5 separate regions of the Mus musculus genome follow, and all the other regions are linked to region 4. Evidence: chromatin contacts called from public HiCAR-type and promoter capture Hi-C data. All regions are on one chromosome and are shown on one strand. Each heading gives the region's core, a stretch centred on a gene start, on an enhancer-like site or on the middle of the called end of the contact. The rest is flanking DNA. Distances are from core to core; before and after follow the strand shown.

Region 1 (5,634 bases), core at 2,685-5,184, 1.5 Mb before region 4:
TCAATTACATAGCATGAGCCAGCCTGGGCATCAAGAGACCTTGTCCTAAACTGCCGTTGCAAAAATTGGAAAGACATTCTTATACCTGGGAAAACCCACAGAATTGCAAATAGTAAGAGATCACAGCAGAGCTGAATTCACAGAAATTACATTGAAAGGAGAACCAATAATTGATTTTTTTTCAAACTTAAATATTACTAAAAAACGGCATACCAATACTGACATTCAAAACTAGCAGCCCATATCCTCACATCAGGAATAGCATTAATCAAATACTACTTGAACTTGCCTCTATGTGGACTCTTGGCAGCTGACACCTGTAACTTGACAATCAACTTGACACACACACAACTACACCCGATGGCCTGGGTTTCAATTCTTGAGCTGACTTAATGATGTCAGTGAAGATTGCACATGTATCTGTAGAACAGTACCCTACGTGCAAATTGAATGCTCATTGGCTTAACTGACATTCACAAATCAAACACCCATCAATATAGGCTGTCTTCATCACAGAACATGATTAATACATGATCCAAAATTAAAAATCATCTCCCTGCCATAATCGGGTCTTGTTCATAATGAACAAGTAGCTGATTGCCTACACTGTTTCCCCAGTAGGGATCACAATAAACTCCCTTATCTTCTGGTGTGAATGCAGAAGCTATGCCCTTCATGCAAATCCTGTTCCTCTTACTGGAATAAAAAAGTTGATTACATACATGACTCAGCAAGTAATTTAAAAACACAGTGGTGGTAGAGATTTAGACTTAAGTATTTAGTTGGTTTAGTCAATAGGAGAACAATGTCACTGTCCTGGGAAAAAACAGAGTAGAATGAATGCTACCTGACTCAACATAGGAAAGCTTGTCTCAGAAACATTATTTAAAGCCTGCAGGTACAGCTGGTGTGGATTAACATCTTTCCCAGGGAGAGATCACTTATTCACCTCTGGCTGATGCCCAAAGAAGACCCAGCCTAGGAAACAGTATGAATTCCACATATGATGTCATCAATAAGTACTTTTTAGGTTCAGCCCCGAGGTTATACTTTGAACAATTTAATGGGGGACAGGACCTTGCAAGTTTAGCCACTGAGGCTGATGGAGATTTACAGAGCAAAACTGTCTTCTAGTCAATAATACAAGATCTAGAAAAGAGTTTTAAAAGATAGATCCATGCTACAACTCTCCCATACATAAAGGACAGAGAACACAAATACAGAAAATATCAAGGACACATCACCTAACAGCACTGTAGTTACGGTTCTAATATGAACATGCCTGCTGATCTTTTCTAACCTCAGAATAAGACTGTTTGAAGGTTCTGCCCCACTCACCCACCCATCCATCCACCCATCCATCCATCCAATCATCCAACCATCCATCCATCCATCCATCCATCCATCCATCCATCCAACCATCCATTCATTCAAGGCAACTTTTTAAGTGTTTAACTTGGGGCTGGAGAGATGGCTCAGCATATCTGGCCACTGGTTCTCACCCAGCCACGGGAAGTGCCCACTTCCCCAGCTTCAAATGTTCATGCCCCTGCTCTTTCAGGTTAGCATAGAGCTGAACCTCCATTATGGCAGAAAGTACTCAGAAGAACCCTCCTATTCTCCTGATTGGCCTGCCCGGACGCCCTGATTGGCCAGTGATTCTTGAGTGACATAAGCATGCTCCTTAGGGTTGAAGTGTGTTAAAGGCACACAGTATACACCTTCAATGCTCAGAATTCTAGTTCAGGAACTTTGAAAGTAGTGTAGTCACAGCCCAGAAAGGACAGGACAAAAAGAAGTAGATAACTTCACTGCTTTGACAGTATGTAATATTAAGAATGAACAGTGAGGGATAGCAAGATGGCTTAGCAGGTAAGAGCACGGATAGTTCTTCCGAAGGTCCTGAGTTCAAATCCCAGCAACCACATAGTGGTTCACAACCATCAGTAATGAGATCTAATATCCTCTTCTGCTGTGTCTGAAGTCACCTACAGTGTACTTACATATAATAATAAATAAATCTTTTTTTAAAAAAAGAATGAACAGTGAGGCAATCAAGAATCTGAATAAAAATTTGAAGTTACTATGAAACCAAGATACTACATGAGTCCTACCAAATACATTGTATTACCAAATCTAGGTAAAACAATGTGGCCCATCGACTCAGAGGAGAAGGGGGAGGCGGACTGTAGGAAGAATTATGGGGGTGGGAGGGTGACTGGGAGAAAGGCAGTGAGCAGGATGTAAATTGAATAAAGAGAAATCGATTTAATAAAAAGCAGGGGAGTGCTTTTATAGTCACGCTCAAGGCCTAGGTACATAGCATGTGCTCAGAAAATCGGAATCTTTTTCAGTTAGTAACTTAGTTCACTATCACACAGTTAACAGAACATACCAGGAATGCTGGAATCCATTTCTAATGTGGAAATCACAAAACTATAAATAAAGAACAAGTCACAAAACAAACAAACGAACAAAAAAAGAAGGTGACTTTTAACATGGAATCTAATTTTAACCTTGATATTAATTTGTAAAAGAAAGAAAAACTGGAGTCAGCAAGCCTATCACAAATATAATTTTCATTATTTCCTGTGTTTGAGATAGGGTCTGATACAGACACGAAGCTGACTTTGACTCACTAATCACACTACAATGTATCATACTTATTAAAAGTATAATAGAGAGCAGGATGTATGTGCCTTTGAGCAAATATTCCTAGCATCAGAATCTTCTATAGAAGAGAGAGCTGAGAAGCCATTTGGTGTTGGTCTGGTTATTGGTAAAGGAGAGTGATTTTGAAAAATTGCAGGCCATTCCCTGGCAGAGATAAAGACATAAGAAGATAAAGTTAAGCCAGGAAGTGGTGGCGCATGCCTTTAATCCCGCACTTGGGAGGAAGAGGCAGGCGGGTTTCTGAGTTCGAGGCCAGCCTGGTCTGCAAAGTGAGTTCCAGGATAGCCAGGGCTATACAGAGGAACCCTGTCTCAAAAAAATCCAAAAAGATAAAAAATAAGAAACACCAAAAAGAGAAGATACAGTTTGATCTCACCCCTATGTGCAAGTGGATTGGACATATCTGCAAAGGAGTCCCCTCTAGTTGGAAATTCAACATACATTGGACCAAAAGGGTATGAATTTGTATTATGAATTTATGTGAGTTTATCCATATTTGCTTGTGTAAAAGTCTTTCCTACTGTGAGGGTGGCTCTCTTCTCCTGGTTTAAGAGAAGTTTATTGCTCCAAACTTCCCCCAAGCTTAGCAAGCAAGAGGCATCTGGACAAGAGGGAAAGGCTCTAGCAATGACTCCTTTACTTAATCACCCACTCCCTTTCCTTAGAGAACTTTCATAGGAAACTTTTTAGAAGAACTTGGAAATAAAGATTAAAGACATGTTTAAAAGTGTCCCACATTTCTTCCTGTGACTTCAACTAGCATGCTGGAAGTTAGAGCAGCCCAGTTTCTGTGGAGATAGAACAAAAGCTACTCACTTAATCCCCTGCCTTTTAAGAGGAGGCTCTAAATACCAGAGAGCCTTGCCTCAGAGGAACTCGGGCAGGTCAGCTTCAGCTGCCAAGCGACTGAGACTTAAGATAGGCAAATGTCTTAATACTAAACAGCAACCCTAAACATCCCTGAAAACCAAGTCTTGTCACCTCAGACACTCTTCCCCCTCCACTGCCTGAAGAGGAACCAAGAATGGTCAGGGCTGGTCCCCTGTATCCCATCACCCCCACTCCAGCTACTTAGCCTCCTGCTCCTTCCGGTTAAGGGCAGTGGTCACACGCTCACCATGTCGCCACGTTGTAGATCGCTGGCAATTCCCTAAGGCCCCTGTCAGCAGACATCAAAACACAACAGATCAATCTTTCAGCCTGCTCGCAACGGAGAGAATGCAGAGTAGGGGAACAAGGCACACTAAAGAACACGCCTCTACTCCTATTGGCGGGCCTATTCGGAGGCCCTGATTGGTTCGTGAGTCTTGATTGACATGAGCACCTCCCTTACGGTTAGAGTGCGCTGAAGGCACACAGCATAGGGCTTCCCAGCTCGGGTTTCTTATCCAGGAGCTGACCCTTTTCAGATCTGCAAGACTTTCTTTCAGTCCCGTCCTCCAATAGTCTATCTTTCTGTCATCCAGAACTCAGCAGGAATTTCTTCTTCCTGCTCCTCCAAGGCCGCCGCCGGTTTTCCTCCTCCTCACTCTGTCCCATCCTCCACCAAGGAATCAAAAGCCACACCTTGCATAGTACAGTATTCAACTTGGAGCCGAATAAACTATAGGTTGCAAGGATAATTACAATTAAAGAGAGATTTTTAGGACATAAAATATGATGTTTGCTCCTCTCATTTTACACTGACATCAGGAAAACCGCAGCTAATATGCAATTGCTACATATGAGACTCCAGACAACCCTGGGGGAAAAGCAGGGGATGGATGCCAATCACTATGGAGCACTGTTGTTAGCCAGCACGGTTTCCTACGTGGGAAGGTGAAAAAACATATCTGTATTAGTAAAGGTTTTCCAGATGAACAAAACTCGGAGCATGGATCTCTCAAAGTATGCAGAAATTGGATAGATAAGAATGGCTCACAGAATGTGGCCCCACTAGTAAATCAATGACTGTACCAATGAAGAGTTGAAGAAAACAGTAGTTCCTGTATGTCTCAGCTGGTGTTCAGCACGTAACAGAATTCCAAAGATGGAGCCTTAATGTCAGAAAAATAAAAAGACCTTGCAAGCCAGTATGTGGGAAGAAAAGAGAAAGAACTACCATCTTCAATATCCTTTATATATGTAGGCTCACAGCAGAATTTCTTGTTAACCAAAACCTCCAGAGTAAAGAAGGGTTTTCCCATGTTAAATGGTGAAAATAATAAAAACCCCTCACAGTGCCCATCTGTTTGGTTTTAGGTAACTGAACTCCTGTAACTACAGTCATTTGAAATAATTGCATTGGTGGCAACAACAGTTGACAGGAAGTTCAGTTTTTATCCAGATTCTATCTTTTTAGATTTATATATTTATTGTTTTATGTATATGAGTACAATGTAGCTGTACAGATGGTTGTGAGCCTTCATGTGGCTGTGGAGAATTGAATTTTTCAGACCTCTGCTTCACTATGGTCAGCCACACTAACTTAGTCCCTGCTTGCTCTGGCCCAAAGATTTATTTATTATTATTATACATAATTACACTGCAGCTGACTTCAGACACTCCAGATCTCATTATTAAAAGTTGTGAGCCACCATGTGGTTGCTGGGATTTGAACTCAGGACCTTGGGAAGAGCAGTCAGTGTTCTTACCCACTGAGCTTTCTCCCCAGCCCCTTTATCCAGATTATTAATTGCCTGGTCTGCAGACCACAGTAATGGCCAATCAAGGTGATTATCAAGATGGAAAATTGGTGACCTCAATACTCATTGCTAATGTCAAGTACAGCCATACCAGGAAAACGTTCACCTTCAAAGCCTAGCCTAGAAGAGATGCAGGACTATCTTCCCATCATGTGGCTTTAGAGACAGGATTAGATGTTCAAGGCAATTATCAATTACATAGCATGACCCAGCCTGGGCTTCAGGAGACCTTGTCCTAAGCAGCACTTGTAAAAGAAATTGAAAAAAATTCTTATGC
Region 2 (5,488 bases), core at 985-3,484, 1.3 Mb before region 4:
GTATGGTATGATGAGCCTTGGGAAACAACCTCACGTCAAACGTCATGACCTCAAAGGCTGTTACCCCTTGGTTCAAAACGGCAGCGTGTAAGCAAACAAATAGAACAATTAAATTGGTTTGCTCTGCCTCAGGATCACAGTCTCCTATGTAAGCAGCTGTTGCTGGGGCATGAAGAGCTGAGCAAATGTGTACAGCCTGCCACCTACTGGCCATGTGCGTGAATGCTGCCCAACACATCTGTAAACCACGAGGTCCTGTCACGATGCCTAAAGGCTGGACACAGCTGCACTGGACAAGGCCAGGGTACCTGCAGCCCCTGTCTCCTCCCCACCCCCGTGGCTGCTCTCTGTGTGAGGAGGTTAGGGTTTCCCCACTATGAAGAGCAGTCCAGGGACCTAGGACTCTGTCTGACACCACTTCCAGGGCTGAGCCTGCCACCAAGTGGTCAATCACCACATAGGCCAGTCTGTAAGTTTTTCCTCGAATGGTCTCAGAACCATGGTAGCTAATAGTGGGGCATGTCTTGAGTATTTATCACTGTCAGAACCATAGCCCTAATGACTTACTAACCCTTGTAACAGCCCTTTGTGTTAAAACTATTAGTAGCTCCCAGATTTACAAACATGGAGGTCTTAGCGAGAATAAACCATATTCCACAGCTACAAGGTAAGAAAAACCAAGTTAAATAAAGCACTTAACTATCTAGACCTTCATGGCCCTTGGTCGGATGCTGAACCACTGAGAAGCAGACTGTGGCAGATACACAAGGAACGCTGCCAAGAGAGTTGCTGTGGAGCCGAGAGGCCTGCACGGAGGAGGGGTTAAAAGTGTGGGCAAAAGTCCTGAGTGGCCACAGGAAACCGCCCTAATTATAGCAGAGCGGGAACACAGGAGTAGCAAAGACGCTATCTAATGTTACTCGGGGATGATCTTCACACATGCAGGCAACGCCCATTCTGGAAGCATGTTCTTAAAGGCAGAGAGCGCTTGGCCGTTCTTGCCGAATGAAGTAATCACACAGTTAAGGGACAGCACGGGCCGGGGAAAGAGCCAATCAATCATCTTTAATTTGGGTCCTGTTATCTGTTCCTAAACACGTACATAGTAAGCTCTGTGGTGGTTTTATGATTGCAATTATGAAATTAATGCTGTCACAGTTTGGGAATAAAGGCACCACACGATCGAGAATAAACATTTTAAATAGGTGGACTTTGTTGGCTCTTCTTCGAGGGTCCCCCCCCCCCACACACACACACATGTATGTCCCTTCCTTCGACTTCAGAGGGGCCCTTCACTGGAATCAAAATGGAAGTCCAAAGGAAGTGATTTCTTTTCATCATGCCTTAAAACCGTACTCCTGGCTGTGGCCAAGAGCAACTCCAGCATGAACGTGGCCCTGTTTTGCAAAAGAGAACCAAGCAAAGGTGCTCTGCTGTGCCTGCCCCAGCCCAGCCTGTCCAGATTCCTGAACACCACGTGAAGATGGAGAAAACTGAGCCAGGTTCTTTTCATGACAGTCAAGCCCCCTTAACCTGTGTTCTGGTGATTTCTACCCCACAATACTGACAGAGGTCATGACAACTGAACACACCTGTACGGGGTAAAAAAAAAAAAAAAAAAAAAAGGCATCAAAACACATTTTAAAGTCCCATTAAGACTTTGCAAATATAAGTAATGAGAATTCAATATAGGTTTTGAGGCAACAAGCTATAGTGTTACCATTATAATCCCAAGTAACCGGTAGTCACACTTTTCTCTGCAGTTTGTTGCTAAGCAGTTTTTCCCTTTCCTTGCAAAACATGCCAAAGGCTGCTTTATCAAAGCAGGCTTAAAGAATTTAAATGCAGTGTCCTTACGGCACAAAGAGCAAATTAGCTTTGGACCCCGTTTCTAGCACAAGCACCGGTCTGTGGCTTCCACACCCTGGCTTGGGTTGCCTGCGCATGCTCTCCAGGACTTACAGGTTGGCCAGGCCGGCCTTGCGCACTGCGGAAGAGATGGCTTTGATGGCAGTCAGCATCGAGTTGAGCAGCTGGGTGAGTTCTCCGGTCCCTTTGGCCTGTCGCCCCTTTTCCATAACGTAACGGGTCAGGGTCAGCATGTCTGTCTCAAAGGGGCTTCTGTCCGTCATTGTGCAAATGAGATCCCAAAGCCTCCCTTTGCTCCTTGTAGAAATCCTTGCTCTCTCAAGGCAGCAGCCTCACAGCCTACTCGTTGAAGACACACCTGCACTTGACTGTGCCAAAGTCCGAGGGAAATGAACCCCACCCCACGTGACTCAGATAGCCGGACAAGCCCTCAAGGAAACTTCCCTGGCCTCCCTCCCTGACGGTGGCAGCTGCCACAGTGCAAGAAGCAGGCTGTAAATAGTACTGCGCTACAGGGAAGGGCTGGCCTCAATCTCTACACCCAGTTTTGTTTTGTTTGATCCTAAGAAGCCAGGATCAGCCACAGGTGAAAGAAGACTAGCTAATAAAATGACTCACAAATTCCTCCTATGGGAAGCAAGAGGGCTTTCTGCAGCTAGCCGCCACTGTGTGTCATTCTGCACGGTTGAGACTCTCAGATGGCATATTGGCAGATTCTTTATCTGGGGCATAGGTCACATAACAAACTAATGGCAATCCCAGGGTGACTGGAGCAAGAGTTCTTTCAGGCTTGCTTCTATTAAGCATGTGTAACTGGAGGGATGAGGAAGATAATATTACATTCCTAGCAGAGTGTCTAGTCTCAGGGTTGATTTGCCAGTTTCTCTGGATTTTTATTTTTATTTTAAAAACCCTTGATTTGAAAACATACATCAGGACCGCACTGGCTGCTCTTGCAGAGGACCTGGCTTTGGGTCCAAATACCAACTTTTACTCTAGTTCTGGGAAGCTCCAGTGCCCTCTCTGACCTCCAGGATACCAAGCATGTAAGTGGAGCATGTGTAGGAGACAGACACACGAAATGGTCTCATAAAAAGGTGACCCGTCCAGCAGGTCCAGTTATTCGAGGGTCTCGAGGGGACCTCCTCCTAAGAACCAAATGGGGGGTAGAGAGGGACGAGGGCCTTGTGCGAATAACGACACGGAGACCTTCTAGAATGCATCAAAGCCCCCAAATGTATTAGTCAGGCCTGAGGTTTAAATGCACAAGCAAAAGGGGAAGTGCCTTTCAGCAGGAAGGATGGGGCAATAGAATTGCACAAGGAAAAGGGGAAGTACAGATACTTATCAGCGGGAGGGATGGGGCAATACAAGCAAAAGGAGAAGTACTTATCAGTGGGGGAGGGGCAATAGAATTGCACATTCTTAGGCAGTTACACGTGGAAGCAGGAACTTGGCGGTATCAGGGTATCTTGAGGTCAGGACATCCGCGCTGACTTAGGGCTGGAACAATCTGTGGTTGTTCTCGGAGCGGTGTGCCGGTGGCCCGCTTTTGACCCTCTTTTCTTCTCGGGGGAAGAGGCCCAATTCAGAGATCAGGACAATAGTGTTATCTTAATAGCTCCCAACAAAAACGCTTAAAGAAATACTTTTTAAAGGTGACCTAGAATTAACTGCTTAGAGTTGGCCATGCTCTCTGTTACTGTGATATCCTAACTTTCTCTGATGGCAGACAGACCTGGCTCTGGGTCCCAAGCTGGCTACCCAATATGTGGATTAATTTGAGAGTAATGCTCAACATGTAAGACTGTGCTTTCCTCATAAATTCAGACAACAACTGGTGGAGTGGCTCTAAGTATTCAAAATCAGTCGGTGTGCCTGGTATCCAACTCGGTGTCTTAGAAACCTATATCCTTCCAGCTCTTCAGTGTACCTAGAACTATAAGCATACATATAAATAATTTCAATATCTCCACCTACTTGGAGAGCTGAGTCAGGAGAATTCCAAGTCTGGGCAATATGTCAAGACTCTCTATCAAATAAGTTAGTCAACAAAACTGAGGGTGTGCATTTTGCCTTGCAATTTTATATCCTCCCTTGATAATTATTTCAATTAAATTTGTTTGGTGGGGCTGGTGAGATGAATAAGCGGTTAAGAGCGCTGGCTGCTGTTCCAGAGGTTCAGTTCCCGAAAACTACATGGTGGCTCACAACCATCGACAAAGGCATCTGATGCCCTCTTCTGGCCTGCAGGTACACATGCAGACAGAACATTCATAGCTCAGAGAAATTTGTACATGACTGTATTTTGGTCTTCCAGGCTGTGGCTGTTGCATCCTCTCAGGTACTCAAAGGTCCCCTTTGAGAGCCTCATTCAGAGGCTGGAAGGATGGCTGGATGACTGAGTTCATTGGTGAAGAGGCTGGAAGGCTGGCTGGATGACTGAGTTCATTGGTGAAGAGGCTGGAAGGATGGCTGGATGACTGAGTTCATTGGTGAAGAGGCTGGAAGGCTGGCTGGATGACTGAGTTCATTGGTGAAGAGGCTGGAAGGATGGCTGGATGACTGAGTTCATTGGTGAAGAGGCTGGAAGGATGGCTGGATGACTGAGTTCATTGGTGAAGTGCTTGCCGTGCAAGCCAGAGAATCTTTGGATTTTTCAGCACCTATGTTAAAACCCAGACATACTGGAGTGCACCTGTGATTTCAGCTGTGGGGAAGAGACTAGAGCCAGTCTAGTCAAATCAGTAAGCTCTGGGTTCAGTGAGAGACTCTGTCAACATATAAAGAAAAAAGATGCCTAATGTCGAGTTCTGGCCCATACACAAAGCTGCACTTAAAGGGTAGACGTTCAGGTTGCCCAAGTGGCCTGAGACAGCAGCTGCTGGCCTTTCTGCAAATGCCAAAGTTCTTCCAGGGTACACACCAGACTGGAAACTCATAGCGTGGCCACAGTGACATTCTGGATGCTGGGTGGCAGCTGCCCCTCCCAGGTATTTCAGGACTGCTGACATATTAGCGACAGAGTTATTGAGGACCTGGTTGTGTTCCATGAAAACCCCACGTCTGAGCGCATCAGGACAAACAGACCCTGGAACAGTTAAAGCTTGTAAGACCGTCCACCAGAGACCTGGACAAAGAAATATGTTTCTGGAAGATTGTCTGAGGACCCTTCCTGTTGGCAAAACTGCTTTATCTAATCCTGTCATGTGATCCTAGCACATCTGCATGTGGCACCTTTGTGGCCTAGATGCAAAGGAAGCTTCCCCAGGAGATGAGGCGGGTGAGAGCTGCCCCACAGAGGTGTTTTGGGACCACTGGCACATTAGTGACATGTCTCATGTGACATGACACATAGTTAACCTGTGCCCTTTTCCTTTTCTGGTTCACAGCTACCTCCACCTCCCACCACTATTGGAGGAGGAGCCCTCTGGGCTGTCACACGGGGGTCTTGTGATATGCGCTGGGAAGACACTTCCCAGGCCTGCCACACAAAGTCACAAACCAGGTTATTTAAGCGACAGGATGTGCAGCTGGGGAGATGGCTCCGTAAACCGGTCGACGGGGTGATAGCCATGCAAGCACAAGGACCCAAGTTCCAGCCAGAGTGACCACGTAA
Region 3 (4,911 bases), core at 1,487-3,986, 1.2 Mb before region 4:
AAACCCTTGCTCAAATTAAAAAAAAAAAAATGTTGGGGGTGATTAAGGCATGCAGACAACTGAGACTGTTCTCCACAGGCATGCACACATGGGCACATGTGAACACACCAAACGTTATTTTCTAGTGTTCTAGAAATGCCACATTTGCTTTTCTTTCTAGAGGAAGCTTGCAGTCAACCAACCTCCCAAGAGAGGCCCCATAACGCTGATCTCCTCAACCCTGGCCACGATTAATTGGATCACAGACCCAGCCAAAGCCAGTTGTGAGCTCAGGCAAGCATGCTAAGCTGTACAGCAGTGCCGAGTGGTACAGCAGTAAGTGTGCCAGGTGGTCCCTGGATTCATTGTGGGAATCTGAAATAGCTAAATCCCAAGAGACTGAGACCAGTTTGATGGGAACAGCCCTCTGGTGGGCACAGCATGACAAATGTGCCAAAGGCTGCCCTTTTGTGAAGTGAAGAGGGGCAATTTCACTGAAGAACTGAAGAAAAAAAACAGGAGGGTCCCCAGGGGACCATGTTCCTTGACATGAGAACCTTGGACACACACCCTTGCCCTCCGGAAATGGCTGCTGGAAGATCCCAGTATCAAGAAGTCAAGGAGAGTACCCATTTCTCTAAGAGCAAAGGAATGGAGGAGTCTTTAGCCAGATTCTACAGAGCAGAGCTGGGCTTTCTTTGCCTGCAAAGGGCCAGAGAGGTTTGTGTGCCATACTGTCCCTGTCACAATTCTTAAAGCTGCCCTGGTATAGAAACAGCTATGGGCAGAACACGGTGAAGCCAACACTTCCAACACTCAGCAGAGCCTGGCAGACAGCTCTGTGTGCCACAATCAGGGGTGTGCATTAGATTCTATTTACAAAAAGATGTCAGTGCATTATAAAGGAGAAGCAAAAGCATCCAGTGGCGCCCCAAAGTTATAATCTCTGATGTATCGCAGTCCTGTGACGCTACAGAGGTGTTCTTATTTCTTGTGAAACGTCAGACTGCAAGCTTCACAGGAGACAGCCATGATCACATCCCATTCATAGCTCCCCCATCCGAATGTTATCTTGTAATATGAAATTGCCATTTTAAAATTGTACCCTGGTATTCTAAATACAGGGTTGATGAAGATCTGCTGGTAAAGAACTAGTTTCACTACCAACCTCAAGGAGGACATCCCTCATTCACAAGAGAGATAAAAACCTGGATTATACCCCAATGTGGGCCTGAGAACGTCATCTTCCTGTGTGACAAGAACACCCACCACACTGTGATGAGAGGTTTGAAAATAATTCCAATTTACATAAAGCGATTATACAACATCAGAGAGGGGGAGGGGGAGAGAGAGAGAGAGAGAGAGAGAGAGAGAGCTCTTTAAACTCATGTCTGCCTGTTCAAGTCTACAGTTCAGTTCATATCATACCCACCAATGTGGCGAGAGCACAGCGTATTTTTGGTTATTCCGTAGAAAACCAAGGGTAGTAACTGACAGAGTCAAGTCCTAGAGTGGGAAATCACTCCTTTTAGAAATTACGTTGAGGGGCTGGTGAAATGGCTCGGCTTTTGAAGACTAGGCTTACAACCCAAACATTAAGAAACCATCTTGACTCATTGATGGAGAGATGCTCATTCTGTAATGTGCTCACCATGGAAGCACGAGTTAGAGCCCAGAACCCTTTAAGAAATGCTGGGCAGGATAGCAGGGACAAGTCGATCCCTGGGGTCCGCTGATCAGCTGCTCTATTCCAACTGGTGAGCACCAGGCTATTGAGAGACTCTGCTCCCCCTCGACCCAAAAGGTAGGCAGAGCATGGAGAAAAACATTGGAGGCCGTCCTCTGGCCTCACACATGTACAAAAGCATCAAAGATCATATCACAACCATACAGAAATCTATAAACATGGAGATGCAGTCACTGTGTATTTCTAAGTAGAAATACATCTGAGTGATGATATGATGGTGCACACCTTTAATCCCGGCACTTGGGAGGCAGAGGAAGGAGGATTTCTGTGAGTTTGGGACCACCCTGGTCTACAAAGCAAGTTCCAGGACAGCCATGTCTCAAAATTAAAGAAAGAAGACGCTGAGATAATCTTTAAAGATTCAACAGAGAAGTCTCGATGAGCGGCGGCGGCACGCACAACGTGGACACAGGACACGCAGTGGGATGCATAGCATGCTTCAATCTACTTCCAAACTGATATACATTAATAACCAAGAGCCCTACCACAAAGCCATATAATGACATCTGCTCTTATAACAGCAGACAAACTGGCAAGAAGGAGCCAGACATAAATAACTGAAGAGAAGTAAGGAGATTGTGGTCCAGCAGGCGGGGAAGGAAACAGTGGAGGTCAGCGTGCTGGGAAGCACCTCACCCTGATGTCCTCTGGCGCTCAAGATCACCTCCCAGTAGCATCTTCGTGTCAATCACACATTGATAAACACTGGTAATGGGACTGCTTGAGAGAAATGGTTCTCTGAGGAATTCATCTGGCTTTTAAGTGTAGCTCCATTACAGGATTACATGGCGCCACCAAGTCCAATACCCAAGAAGAGAGAACAGAAAATGGGACCCAAGTTGCTCGGGCAAAATGACAAAGGAGACGGTTCTGATTCTGTGGCAGCAGATAATATTTCCTCCTTCCCAAGAGCTATGGTGCATTTTTAAAAAGCAAACGGAATAAAGATGTGGGCGGGAAGTTCTTCCGTGGGATAAGCAGATGGGGAGGAAGAAAATCGAAAGCAGGTGAACTGCCAGAGAAAAACGGCAGTCCCGGAGAAAAACATCAAAATGCGAGCATTCATTATATGCCAGTCTTCGGGAAATGAGGGGTAACAAACCAGAAAAATAGTAATTTAGTGTAGGTTGGGCAAGTGATTCTTTGCCCAAAGGCAACGAAAGAGAGAAGCAAGCATCTTTAAATGCTGGCAATTACGCAGATGGCAGAAAAAAAAGAAAGACTGAGTTTCATTCCCGCATAGTAAGGGAGGGTACTGGGAAGGTAGAGCAATCTGAAGTGTTTACAGTTTTGACATAGCCTACAGCTCAGCAGGCATTCAGAACACATTATCTGCGCTGTGAAAATTTACCCTCAGAAATTACTGAAATTAATCAAGAAGTTAAACATTTATTAAAAACAAGCTTGGAAGTTACAGGAGAAAGGTCAATTGAGAGGAGCCAAGCCAGACGGAGTGTGCGTGCTTCTGCCTGTGAAATGCACTGTTTGCTTAGGAGCAAAGGTTCATGAGCAAATGAAGCATGTGGAGACTCATGCGCATTCCCTTTGGGGACTCTCGTCTGCACTTGGGAAAACAGCTGCTGCTGTCAGCAGTCCTTGAAAAGAGCAGCTGATGCAACCCTTAACTGACCTGGGGCCCTTGACCCCTCTGTGACGTTAATACTCCGCTTGAGCATTTGGGCAACATTGCAGATTAAATACAGCCCCAGGTTGTTCAGGCCTCAGTTACCAAGGTCTAGACTCCAACGTCCAGGTAGTCTGCCCCTCCCCACACCCTTTACGCCACAGGGTAAGCACACAGGAGACCTCTGAGCCCACACAAGGAGGCTCTGCTTTGCTGCCTTAACCCAGAAAGAGAAATAAGCTACGGGGAGGCAAACACTCAAGAGAGATTTTCCTCATGATCCCTAATGCACCCCTGGGGGGGTATTGTTGGGGGGGGGGGAGGTAGAACTAGGATTCAACAGGAAGAACTTCCTCCCATATTATACCAAAATGAGGACATCTAGAACTGTCCCATGGCCAAGAGGAAGAAGCCGTAAGGAGAGTGCCCTGCCTCATTTTTACCAAATCACCTTTGCACAAGAACCACCATACTGGTGTCTTAGAACTTTTTGTGGCTTTTGTGTGTGTTTGTTTCCAGTACTGGGAATTGCACCCAGGACCTTGCACGTACTAAGAAAGCATGCTTCCACTACTCCTTGCCCTGGAGCAATACTTCATGGAAAGCAATGAGATCACTTTTCAAAGCTGTCCCTTTAGCATCTTTCTGTTAGCCTAGAACTTACATCTTGGAGCTGCGTGGGACTCTGAAGGGTCTGTGTGGGGAAACAAAAGAAAATTATCCATAAGCTGGAGAGCTAGAAATATCTCTGTTCAAATGTAGACTTTGTCACTTACGAGCAGTGTGATCAAGGGCAAGATGCTCATCCACCAGACCTCAGTTTCATCATTTGCAAGACAGAAGTCTACATTCTGCAAAGGCTTGATGCAATGGCTTATGGGAGCTAATGTGTTTAGAATAGTTACAGTAGCTCAGAACACCCTCCCCTAGGAAACAGTAGCTGGTGCTATTAACTCTCATGATTGTTAAGTACACAAGAATTTTGTAACACAATTTTTCTCTAAATGTTGTTCATTTTAAATGCTGATGTGAACGTCAGTCTGACTCACACTATGCATCCTCTGTGCTTTGTGAGAGATTCCCTGGTAAGCTATGGTGAAGTCAAAACCGGATCAGTAACCAGGCTGGGGATGTCTGTAGCTCGGCTGCTAGAGTGCTTGCCTGATACTCACAAAGCCCTGGCTTCAGTCCCCATCTCTAGCACACACACAGTAATCTCAACACTCAGAAGGTAGAGCCAGGAAATCAGTTCAAAGACATCCTTGGCTGCATAGCCAGTTCAAGGCCAGCCTAGAATACATGAGATCCTGTCGCAAAAGATAAGGAAGAGGAGGAAGAAAGGGAAGAGAGACATTGCATACAAATATCAAGAAGAAAAATTAAAATTTTCCTTTCCAATTGAGTTGGGGGGGTTGCTCTTTCAGCAAATACCTCCATTCCCAGATGAATGAGAGACTGGGATCGTCTCTGAAACCCAGTGTGACAATGTTGATGTTTGTACATTCTACAGTTCCAGGAAGCTCAAGGGATGGTGCAATATATATTTCCAAGAAGAGCACAC
Region 4 (5,672 bases), core at 15-2,514:
TATCTTGCAATACCATGTATTCGACACACAGATTTACCGATACCTTCCTGAGCTCTGATGAATGTCCAGTATTAAGTCTAGCCCCATAAACACACTCCCGGTTCCTTCCGAGCACAGTCACCGTGTGCCAACACTCCCACTAGCTAGCTATACATACGATTTTCATGAAGACGCTTTAACAAACTCCCTAACCCTCAGCTGCTCCGGATGTAAAGGGTATAGTAGGGCATGGTGTCGCTAGCCTTGAATTCCAGCACTCGGAAAGTAGAACTCTGAGAGTCCCAGGCAGGCCAGGGATACAGTGCGATACTTGGCCCCCGCCCCAATGTGGGCTGGAGCCAAATGCTCACATCCTTCCTTCCCACATCTAAGCAGGCCGAGGCCGCGAGGTTACAAGCACAGCAGTGCAAGGCATCTGGACACAGCGAGCCTCCCCCTCATCACCCCGCTGCACCTGCTGCCCTCAGACCGGCCTTCGCGCCGCACCCGTCACATGACCACCTTGCCCCCAAAGGTCCGGTTTTGGCGCGCGGCAGTGACGTCAGCGTCCTGTCAGCCACCGCCCCCGCCACCCCGCTTTTCCTCTCCGGCCCCGCCCCGCTGGCGAGCGGCGCCGTTAACGGGCCCCAGGCCGCCCCGCGCCCGGGGCCGCCCGAGCCACTCACCTTGAGGTGGCCGCTGTCTGGGCTGCTCGCCTCCTCCTCGTCCTCCCCGCCCGACACGGCGGCCACGGAGGCGGAGGACTGAGGCGCACCCCGCAGCGTCGGGAGTTCAGCCGCCACGGGCAGTCCGGCTGAAACGACGCCGCCCGCCGCCCCCGGGCTGAGCGTCACGTTATGCGCGTTCTCACCCCAGCGCCACGGGTACACCATGAAGTCGCTGAAGCCGGGGCTAGTGGGGACGAGCGGCGGCGGCGGCTCGGGCTCCCCCACGCTGCTGCACGGAGGCGTTGCCGGCGTGGTCCTGATGACCGATACCAGTACGCGCTTCGGGGAGTCGTGGCAGAAGACGACCGGCGGCGGCTCCGCCATGGGTGCCGGGGCGCCGCGGATCATGCTGGCTCGTCTGCAGCCCTCGCGCTCTCGGCGGCCCGAGCTTGCCTTGCTCGCCCGCGCTGCTACGTCTCGGCGCCTCACAGCCGCCGGCTCATGGCAGGCGGCTCCGGGCGATCAGGCTGCAGCAGCGTTGCTGACAGGAAAACGGGACGCGAGGCGCCGAGTCCCCGAGAATAACAACCTGCCGCCGCGGTCCCCGCTTCGGCTTTTCCCGCGTTACATTTCGCGCCTGGGCGGAACCAGTCACCGCGAGGACCCTGCGGCTGGCCACCGCGACGAGTGACAGGTCGCGAGAGCCAATAGCCGGGTCCAGGCTGTGTTCCGTCCGGAGGGGGCGGAACCAATTCGAGCGCGGGTCCTTACTGCCACGTCATTGGCCGCCGCTCTCATACTTTTTTGTCTGGAGGGCCAACTGCGTTCGAAAGTCTGTAGGAGCGCGCGTCTTGTCCTGACACACCCGTCGGGAGCCCCACCCTGGCCGGATGACTCCTGCGAAGGTGGGGAGGGGGAAAGAGGCTGTTGATTGGAGGAGCTGCGGGAAAGGGGCGTGGTGGTGGGCGGGGCGAGCATGCTGGGTCCCTCCCCCACCAGAAGAAGAGGGGGTGTAAAGAGGGTAGGAGTCTGGAGAAGTTGCAGTGGAGAGGGCCCTCCCCATCGCCCCACCCAATCCGCCCCCTCCCGCGCGCAGCCAGTTTAAAGGGCTGAGGCCGCGCCCGTCCCACCCCACCCCACCCACGGCTGCTCAAGGCGCCAGCAAAGCACCACTTCTTTTTGGGCGTTGGGGGGTTGTTGTTGGTTTTGTTTTGTTTTTCGAGACAGGGTTTCTCTGCATAGCCCTAGCTGCCCTGGAACTCACTTTGTAGACCAAGCTGGCCTCGAACTCAGAAATCCACCTGCCTTTGCCTCCCAAGTGCTGGGATTAAAGGCATGAGCCACCACCGCCCGGCTTGTTTTTGTTTTGAGACAGGGTCTCTATAGAGTCCTGGCTGCCCTGTAACTCCCTATGTAGGGACCAGGAGGGCCTCGAAGTCAGAGATCCCATTCGCCCCCCCCCCTCCATACACACACACACCCAGTACTGGGACTAAAGACGTGAGTCACCACTCCTGCCTAAGGGCATGGGTTCTTAATGTGAGTCCCGTGACCAGCCCTGCTACGGTTCCCGGACTATTGGTTCTTGCTGCCAGGCTCGGGACCGCGGTGGGACGCATGAGCAACCATTCGCACAGTAGTCAGCTCCCGGTCGTACTTGCTTGCAGTGTTTCCCAGGCAGTCTGATGGTGGTAGCAGTTCAAAGATTTTTTAAAAATCTCTTTAGAGGCTAAAGGATAGAACTGGCAACTGGAGCTCATTTGCTTGCTGCGTTTCCCAGGCAGCCTGTTCCTAGTAGAGACTCCATAAAGATTTTTATATCTGAATGAGTATCCAGTGGTTAAGCGATAGAACCGGTAACTAAACTCCATCAAATACAAAGCTATGCCTAAATTAATTTAGGCACCAGAGTGTTGTTTTAGAGAAAACTGCCTAAATTAACAAATCAAAGCAGCCAATAGTGTGACCTTATTTTTAGCCACATCTTTATTTTGGGTAAATAAACTATACCTAGCAAGATACCGAAGTCAAATTTGACTTTATGGAGAGAAAGTAACTTGTGAACTGAAGTGAAATGTTTCAAGAAGATACATTGAGTAATTTGTATCTTTGAAGTGGGACAAGTAAAAGTATCTTTAAAAAAAAAAAAAAAAAAAAAGAACAAAGCAGCCAGAGAAATGGCTCCATGGTTAAGAGGACTTGCTGCTCCTCCAGGAGACTTGGGTTCCAAGCTCCCAGTGGTGGCAGTATGTGACTTCAGTCCCAGGTGATCTGCTTCCCTCTTGTAGCTTCCTCTGACAATGCATGCACATGATACACATTCAAGGAAGCCAAACACTCATATACATTTAACATTTTAAATTGGATTTCTTTTCTGGAGGCTGGCTGGGTACCACAGCTTGTATCTACTGTATGGGGGGGTGGGGGGCGGGACGGGAAATACAGTCTGATTTTAATAGTCAATCTGGAAACGGAAAGTTCAGCTTTTGTTTCCCACAATGGGATAATATTGTAAACGACAACAGAAACCTTACTACATTGTTTCAAATCCACTAAAATACTTTGTTTCATAGTTGATAGTGAAAGTTTAAAAAATAAAAAAAAAAGATATAGCTATCAGGAACACTTGAATGAAGGGCTGGGCAAGAGGCCCACAGGTTAAACACTGGCCAATAATTACTATTCAACACTAACCTGCTCAAGTGCAAGATGAATCACCCAGAAAGCAGAACACTGACAAGGTTTCTAAAAATTACCCTTGATGAAGGGTAACCTGGCAACTCCACTTGCTTCCAGCCACAAGAGAATGAAAAACATGCCAGGAATGTGGTGAGTTTGATTCTGGGAGAACTGAAGTCACTCTGAGCTGCTTCTTGCTCCACTTTGATGCCACCAGGGGGCTATATGCAATGTGTGCGTATATTCCTGATGTCTATGTTCTGTCCTAGATATAATTAACAGCCTAAGGATGTACACTAACTCTGAAGACACTAAAACCCGTCACAGACGAGCAGTGGTCTCCTGCTGAGACTAAAAAGACAGGGTGCTAGTGCATGCCTTTACTCCCAGCAGGTGTCAAAGGCAGGCGGACCTCAGAGTTTGAGGCCACCCAGGGCTACAGCTACACAGAGAAACAGTCTCCAAAAGCTAAAACTCAGCAAGCAAAAAACCAGCTATACTATTTCAGTGTTCAAAATGTAGTCCCTTGGGGGTGTGGCTTATTGGTACACCTAGGCATGTGTTGTAAGGCTTTGGGCTCAATCCTCAGCATGAAAAAAAGCTACGGAAAAAAAGCTTGATAAAAGTCTGTCAAATCTTTTACAATGTATCCTAAAGCCTTAAAAAGAAAGTAAAAGGGGGCTTTCAACTTGAACATGTAGAACTTGAATAGAGTCAAGAAGCATGACTATTGCTATCAAAGCAAAATTTTTTATCCTGTGTGAGACACAAAACAATTTAAAAAGTATAGAGAGGGCTGGAGAGATGACTCAGTGGTTAAGAGCACTGACTGTTCTTCCAGAGGTCCTGAGTTCAATTCCCAGCAAGTACATGGTGGCTCACAACCATCTGTAATGGAATCCCTCTTCTGGTGTGTCTGAAGACAGCTACAGTGTACTCATATACCTAAAATAAATAAATATATCTTTAAAATATATAGAGAGATTTAGTGTCACATCTAAAAATGTACATGAAGCAGCTTTGAAAATGGAAGCTGAAGGGCTGGAGAAATTGCTCAGCAACATTTGCTGCTCTTGCAAAGGGCTTTGGTTTGATTCCCAGCATGCATGTCTGGTAGCTCATAACTGCCTGAAACTCCAGTTTCAGAGAAACTGACATCCTCCTCTGAACTCTGGGACACCAGCATATACACATAAATATATACAACTTACATTCATTGAGTTCCCAGTATACAAACATCCCTCTTGTTTTCATTAATCCCGAGCAATTTTATCTGATCCTTAACAGATTCTAATAAAATCCCTGGATTAAAGAACCTATTTTAAAGTAATTTTCTAATTTACAACAAATATTAACCTTCTGCTTTGAAACACTACACAGTTCTTGTAATCAACAGTTCATGTTGGTGATATTAAGAGGCATCATTTAATAAAGGCTAACAAAGTACTATCTGTGAGGTGTCTAGAAAATGGAACATGGAAATTAAGAAGAATGAGGCACATGATGCTTTATATACTTATACCTACAGAAATGAAATAACTACCTTATGTCTAGACAGACTATTACCAACATTAGCCAAGAATCTATGAAGAACAACTCACAAGCCCTGATTTTATAGCCTGGTCTAATATAACTAAAGAAGCATCCAGCAAAAGAGTTACAGGCTAACTTTGTTACTTTGTTTTCTGGGATGATCTGAGAGGTCACAGTTTCAAAGCAAAGGACAGAGAAAGGACAAGTGGAAGAAAGGAGAGAATAGAACCAATGCTATCTGTCTTAATTAGCTTTAACTATCAACTTGACACAGCCTAGATGCACATGAGAAGGGAGTCTCAATTGAGAGTGTCCAGACCAGTTTGCCTGAGGCAATTCTGTGGTAGATTGTCTGTTAACAGATCAGAAGCACAATTCCCTGGGGGAGGTGTTCCTGGATTGTATAAGAAGGTTAGCAAAATATCAGTCTATGAGTAAGCCAGCAAGCACCATTCCTCCATGGATCCTTCCTTCAGGTTCTTGCTTTGAATTCATGCCCAGGTTCTCTCAATGATAAACTATGACCTGGGAGTATAAGATGATAGAAACCTTTTTCTCCCCTAAGTTGTTTGTTTTGTTTTTCGAGACAGGGTTTCTCTGTATAGCTCTGGCTGTCCTGGAACTCACTTTGTAGACCAGGCTGGCCTCAAACTCAGAAATCCACCTGCCTCTGCCTCCTGAGTGCTGGGATTAAAGGTGTGTGCCACCACGCCTGGCTCCCCTAAATTGTTTTTTGATCAGAGTGTTTTAGCACAATAACAGGGAGGAATCTTGACTATTGTTCATATCACAACATTATAGTAAAAGGCAAGC
Region 5 (5,459 bases), core at 2,254-4,753, 1.2 Mb before region 4:
TCTTCCCTTAAAAGTGACTTGGGAAGAATGTAATGTAGATGATGCAGCCTCGTGGTACGGTGTGGGGCTGGACTGGTGCCATGTTACATGGCTGTGTTTTACAAACAAACAAACAAACAAACAAACAAAAAAACAAACCCAAAAGGCTCGCGGTGAGGGTCGGGCAGAACACAAAGAAAGGAAGAGCAGACGCTGCCTGGAAAGAGGATGTCAAGACAGGGGATGGTACCGGAGAGTGTAATTTAATGCCTTTTTAAAAATTTATGTGAGTCTCTTGTTTTTCTCCTTGTCATCTGTGTTCTGAAGATAGAGAGTAAATCAGTGGCTTAATGACATTTGCAGGAAAAAAAAAATGACTGTAACCCAGTGTACCTGAAAGCTTATAATTTTCCTGGCCGGCCGTCTTGAGGTTTATTCCTTTCATTGCATTAAAAATGGAGACTAATTAAGGCAACTGGGGCTAGAGTGGGCCAAATTGGATTTTTCTTATGGCTTTGCCTTCGTCTCACAGAGTGATGTCATTAAACACCCGGGCTATGAAATGTGAAGGACAGCCTGTTTCCACCGCAGTATAGATCACGAAAGAATGCAAAGGTAATAGACCACAGAGTGCCGTAAAGCTTTAAGGAGTTTAAAAAAAAAAAAAAAACCTCTGCGGAGGCCATGCAGAACATGGGGGCGTGGGGAGGGGTTCTTCACTTTGTAAACGGACCTCAAGAAGGGGAGGAGAAGGTGGGTGGGAGAAGATGCCTTGCCAGCACCATACACACAGGCATTCTGCAGACGGTTTGATCTGGGTGCCTTCTGAGTGGCCAGCCATCATTCCTAGCCGTCAATATAGAATATGGACGTCAATATAGGGCACTAGGGTTGTCAAACTGCACACCTACTTGGCCGACTTACCCGGTCCAGGCGGCTTTTGAATCACCAGTTTATATTTTATGACCATTTAATATACATTTATGACTAAGAAACCCCTAGTGTGCTTTCAAAGTAACGATGTATTCATTAAATATGCTTACTTCATCTGTTTCCATGGGCACTGGGATTTGAGGGGTTAAGAGATATAGTCCACTAACAAAATTTGACTAATTAATGATGGTTAATTTTTGTTTGTTTGTTTGTCTTTATTTATTTATTTTTTACTTATTCGCTTTACATCCTACTCACTGACCCCTCCTAGTCACCCCTCCCACAATTCTGCCCCCATCCTCCACTCCCTTGTCTTCTGAGCAGGGGAGGCCCCCCCCTGAACATCCCCCCACTCTGGCACTTCAATTCTCTATGAGGCTAGGCACTTCCTCTCCCACTGAGGCCAGACAAGGCAGCCCAGCTAGAAGAACATATCCCAGATACAGGCAACAGCTTTTGGGATAGCCCCTGCTCCAGTTCTTCAGGACCCATATGAGGACTAAGCTGCACAGCTGCTACATATGTGCAGGGAGGCCTAGGTCTTGCCCATGTATGTTCTTTGGTTGGTGGTTCAGACTCTGAGAGCCCCAAGGGTCCAGGTTAGTTGCTTCTGTTGGTCTTCCTGTGGAGTTCCTATCCCCTAGGAGCTATAGTCCTTTCTCCTATTCTTCCATAAGAGTTCCCAAGCTCCATCCAGTTTTGTTTGTTTGTTTGTTTTGTTTTGTTTTTTACTTTTGGGAACTCCTGACAATGAGTATCGGGGAGTCTCTGACTCTTTTGCCTGCTTTTGGGACCCCTTTCCTCCTACTGGGTTGCCTTGCCCAGCCTTACTGTGAAGGTTTGTTCCAGATCTTATTGTATCTCGTGCTCTATTCAGTGACATCCCTGGGAGGCATGCTCTTTCCTGGGGGTGGGGATGGGGGAGGGAGATGGATGGGGTGGATCTGGGGGAGAGGAGAAGTGGGGAGGGGACTGGGAGGGGTGGAGGGAGGGGAAGCTGGAGTTGGGATGTATTGTATGAGAGAAGAATAATTAATTAAAAAAATCGAGTATACATAATAAGGTCAATTACAACATTTTATACATGTATGTAATATATTTAAACAGTCTCTCTCTCTCTCTCTCTCTCTCTCTCTCTCTCTCTCTGTGTGTGTGTGATGTTTAAGGACAGTAACCTTGAAGGAGGGATAATACCCAGAAAAGAACAAGATTCTGTGAAGTAAAATGAGATTAGTTTGGCTAGAATAGATTGGCGTTGTACCAGTCTTGTATTGTCTTGGATGCTAAGCTAAAGGTTTTAAACTTTTTTTTTTAATTATTAAAAAAAACATTTATTGAGATATCATTGACACAGAAAGAAAGCTGTACAAATTTAATATATACATCTTAGTGAAACTGGGCATACTTACATACCACGACACTTAGCACTACAACCAAGTCTACAAACATCCATTAACTTGTTTTTATAGACAGTGGGGGATATGAAAGGCTCGAAGCAAGGGGCTTGTATTATCCAAGGCTATTTTGTCATCAGCAACAGGGAAGCCAACTCGCCCTGGCTTAAACAGTCAAGCGAGTCTCTTGGCTTACATAATGGAAATGTCTGCATAGGTGCTGGCCTCAAAGAAAGCTTGATCTGGCAGGCCCAAACAAGGATGCAGAAAGCTGGAAGTCCAAGGTCTTGGTTGCTGTCTGTCTTAACTGCATCCTCAGTTACCACATAGTTCCTCCTTCCTGTCTGCAGCAACTCCAGGCCCAACGTGTCCCCTTCGGAGGAAGAATGACTTGTGATATTGTTTTGTTTGGCTCGGGTTTTGCACTTGTGGAAGAAGGCAGAAGCATGCTTTCCTGACAAATGCCCTTTGTGTCTCCAGGGCTAACATTGGGTTATTGGTTAGGTTGACTGGAAATCCAGATTTTTATTGGCCACCATAGCCTACCTCTGGAGCAGGAGGTAGGACAAATTCTGCCCCCCAGCTCCCAACATCAACTTGCAGAATGAAAGAGATTTCCTGAGAGGATTTTAAAGTGCTGCCAGCAGAGAAGAACTCTTGGGTGGTCAAGGAACAAATATCCACTAGTGGAAATAAAACTCCAAAATAATTACAAAGGTAGGTTTATGTGAAAGTTAGGGCACTTTCCTCTGACCAAAGAAGAGCAAACTATCCAGTCAGCCACTTTCTCAGCTTCCTGTTAACGGTGCACAGGTTCCAGCTTTTCTGTTTCAGAATCATCAGTCATCTTGTCTATAAAACCCAGGGTCATTTTCTCAAACAGAAAGAGTTCTTGAACTTGACAACAAAGGAATTTTTCTCCTGGAGATGCTAGTGTTTTTACAGAAGTCCTATTTGCACGTCCCAAGCTCATTTTACACTGACCAGCCAGGAGAAGGCAGCAGGTGTTCAGAATTCATGAGGAAAACTCGAACAGTTTGGAGGTGGACTGTCTTTGTGTGTGTGTGTGTGTGTTTAACTATTAGCTTTCAGTTGCCACAAAAGCAGATTTTGACATGACTTAAAGGGGGAGAAAGCAGCTACATACGTCATTCTCTATAGAAGTACGTATTTCCCCCCCTGTGCGGCTCCAGTTGCTGCAGACCGGAACCCAGTGTTAACTACAAAACTATCTGGCATAAATGAGGAGCAGGTCCAAGCAGCCTTCCAGATGCTTGGCTTCCTTCGGAGGAGTCACAAACTGTCCTTGTCATTTACAGTTCAACACCGCAGATGCAACTGTGAGGGCTTAGTCTATGTTGATCCCTTTCTGGATGAGAGGGGGTACGATACCAGGTGTTCCCCACCGGGCTTCCAACACAGGAGGCTCAACTTGGTCCACGCGCCCGACCACTTGACCCTCTGCCCGTGTACCAGTGCCCTAGCAAATGAATGTAGTTCTGGGATTGTGTGAAACCGGATGGACTGGAAGAAATCCGCCAATGAGAAAGGCTTGATGGAGGGAATATACCAAGTTCCCCAAAAGGCAAACGGGGCTGGAGTCAGTCCGTTATAAAGTACATCTGCGCTTAATGTGACTCTCTAACCCTACAAGGGTCCTCTGTATACTCCGAAAGCTTGCAGTTCACGGTAACAGGCTGAACCCTAATGCCTCTTGTCTGGAAAGGAAAATACAAGTTCATACCAGAAACAGAAAGAAAGCAAAGCAGGTCACCCACTCCCAGCTTGAGTTTATCTGTGCACGGGCAGCAACTGCTCTGTGAGTGTGCTATGCTAAGTGCTCTCCTCTGAGATGGAGGAGTGTTATTGATACTAAGACCAAAGCCTCCGGCTTTCAGTGAAAGCAGCACCCTCCCTCATTACCCAAGTAAATGGCATCCCATTCTGAAATGCAGCAACTGGCGTGCATTATACCGAGATAACATTACAGTGTCTGAAAAGACCCGATACAGATGCAAAGTGACATGAAGTGAAAAATGGTGAGTCGTTTATAGTGAGATAAATGAGCTTTAGGTAAGAGGGGTCAAGGCTGGGAACCACAGGAAGCCAGGAGGACAGGGAGGGGGTCTCTGAAAGGCCGGGATTAAGGATGTGGGCTTGGACCTGATTTTCCTCTTCCTTTCCCATACCTCCCCCTTCTAAAGTATTTGTTTTGGTAGTTTGAGTTTTTCCGGAGTAGTTTCTAAAGTATTTGAAACACAAAATGAGTATGAACAATTCTAACTTGACTTTCTGAAAGCTCACAGAACCATTCATGTTGAGAACGTGGATTGCTTTTCCTAAAGAGTCTGAACATATCTTTGTATTTCAGTAGCACCATCTTTACGTTGGAGTGTGCGTGAGGGGGTGTGCAGCTGAGTGTTGATGTGCAGGTGTGTCCTTACAGGAGAACAAGTGTGTGTGAATGTGTGGGTGGAGGCAAGAGGCCAACCTTGGGTATCATTCCTAGGTGCCATCTCCTTTGTTTCCTGAGACAGGCTATCACACTGGGACCTGGACATTGTCAATTATGCTGGCCCTCAAGCCCTTATACTCCCTAGGTTGCCCCTTAAGCCCTAGGGCCCGCCTTTCTCTGCCTCCACAGATTTTTACATAGGTGCTGAGGATTGAACTCGGGTCCTCATGCTTTTTAAAGAAGTACTTTAATAACTCATTTGTTTATTATTTATTATTTATTTATTATTTATTATTTTACTCTATTTCTAGGCTGGACTCAAACTCATAGTCCTCTCATCTTCACCTCCTGAGAACTGGGATTATGGAACACCATGATGCCAAGTTTTATGTCTCTTTTTCATTACAGTCCCTGTGCACACAACAGCAAGCAAGGTTCTGCAGCTCCTGCTGGAATCAGTGTCTTCAGCTGACCACTCCCCCCACTCCGTTCTAAACAGCGTCTTACTTAGAGTTTTGCTATTGTGAACAGACACTATAACTCAGGCAACTCTTATAAAGACAACATTTAACAGGGGCTGGTTACTGGTTCTGAGGTTGAATCCATTATCCATATGGCTTGAAGCATGGCAGCACCCAGACAGGCACGCTTGTGGAGAAAAAGCCACGAGTTCTGCATCCTGACCCGAAGGCAGTCAG

The links. Promoter capture Hi-C pulls out the DNA fragments that hold promoters and counts their contacts. HiCAR-type assays count read pairs that join an accessible place to other places.
Region 1: a contact with region 4 is called in a HiCAR-type map of astrocytes, with 3 times the contacts expected there. The contact joins the promoter of 6720489N17Rik here to the promoter of Zfp367 in region 4. A contact is called at or near these places in 1 of 39 promoter capture datasets (pre-B cells), 1 of 115 datasets of contacts at active chromatin or transcription factors (astrocytes) and 1 of 9 other capture datasets (adipose tissue).
Region 2: a contact with region 4 is called in a promoter capture Hi-C map of second pharyngeal arch cranial neural crest. The contact joins the promoter of Fbp2 here to the promoter of Zfp367 in region 4. A contact is called at or near these places in 3 of 39 promoter capture datasets (cranial neural crest, pre-B cells and second pharyngeal arch cranial neural crest), 1 of 115 datasets of contacts at active chromatin or transcription factors (astrocytes) and 1 of 9 other capture datasets (adipose tissue).
Region 3: a contact with region 4 is called in a HiCAR-type map of kidney, with 5 times the contacts expected there. The contact joins the enhancer-like site here to the promoter of Zfp367 in region 4. A contact is called at or near these places in 5 of 39 promoter capture datasets (cranial neural crest, hippocampal neurons, liver and 2 more) and 2 of 115 datasets of contacts at active chromatin or transcription factors (astrocytes and kidney).
Region 5: a contact with region 4 is called in a promoter capture Hi-C map of cranial neural crest. The contact joins the enhancer-like site here to the promoter of Zfp367 in region 4. A contact is called at or near these places in 4 of 39 promoter capture datasets (cranial neural crest, hippocampal neurons, liver and 1 more).

What each region holds. Positions count from the first base shown.
Region 1 is chr13:62,620,248-62,625,881 of GRCm38.p6, forward strand. 6720489N17Rik (RIKEN cDNA 6720489N17 gene) reads right to left here and starts at 3,935. Exons shown (of 3, transcript NM_173381.1): 1 at 3,791-3,935. The coding sequence starts at 3,793.
Region 2 is chr13:62,856,166-62,861,653 of GRCm38.p6, forward strand. It overlaps Fbp2 (fructose bisphosphatase 2), which reads right to left and starts at 2,235. Exons shown (of 7, transcript NM_007994.4): 1 at 1,963-2,235. The coding sequence starts at 2,132.
Region 3 is chr13:62,905,000-62,909,910 of GRCm38.p6, forward strand. No RefSeq gene overlaps it. Among named protein-coding and RNA genes, the nearest start is that of Gm40981, 10 kb to the right of the region's middle. Within about 2 kb of position 2,737, at least 43 of the 459 cell types and tissues checked have an H3K27ac peak or open chromatin away from gene starts, as enhancers often do. A contact at or near this core is called in hippocampal neurons and kidney, where this site is marked.
Region 4 is chr13:64,151,935-64,157,606 of GRCm38.p6, forward strand. It overlaps Zfp367 (zinc finger protein 367), which reads right to left and starts at 1,265. Exons shown (of 5, transcript NM_175494.5): 1 at 666-1,265. The coding sequence starts at 1,055.
Region 5 is chr13:62,940,983-62,946,441 of GRCm38.p6, forward strand. No RefSeq gene overlaps it. Among named protein-coding and RNA genes, the nearest start is that of Aopep, 21 kb to the right of the region's middle. Within about 2 kb of position 3,504, at least 25 of the 459 cell types and tissues checked have an H3K27ac peak or open chromatin away from gene starts, as enhancers often do.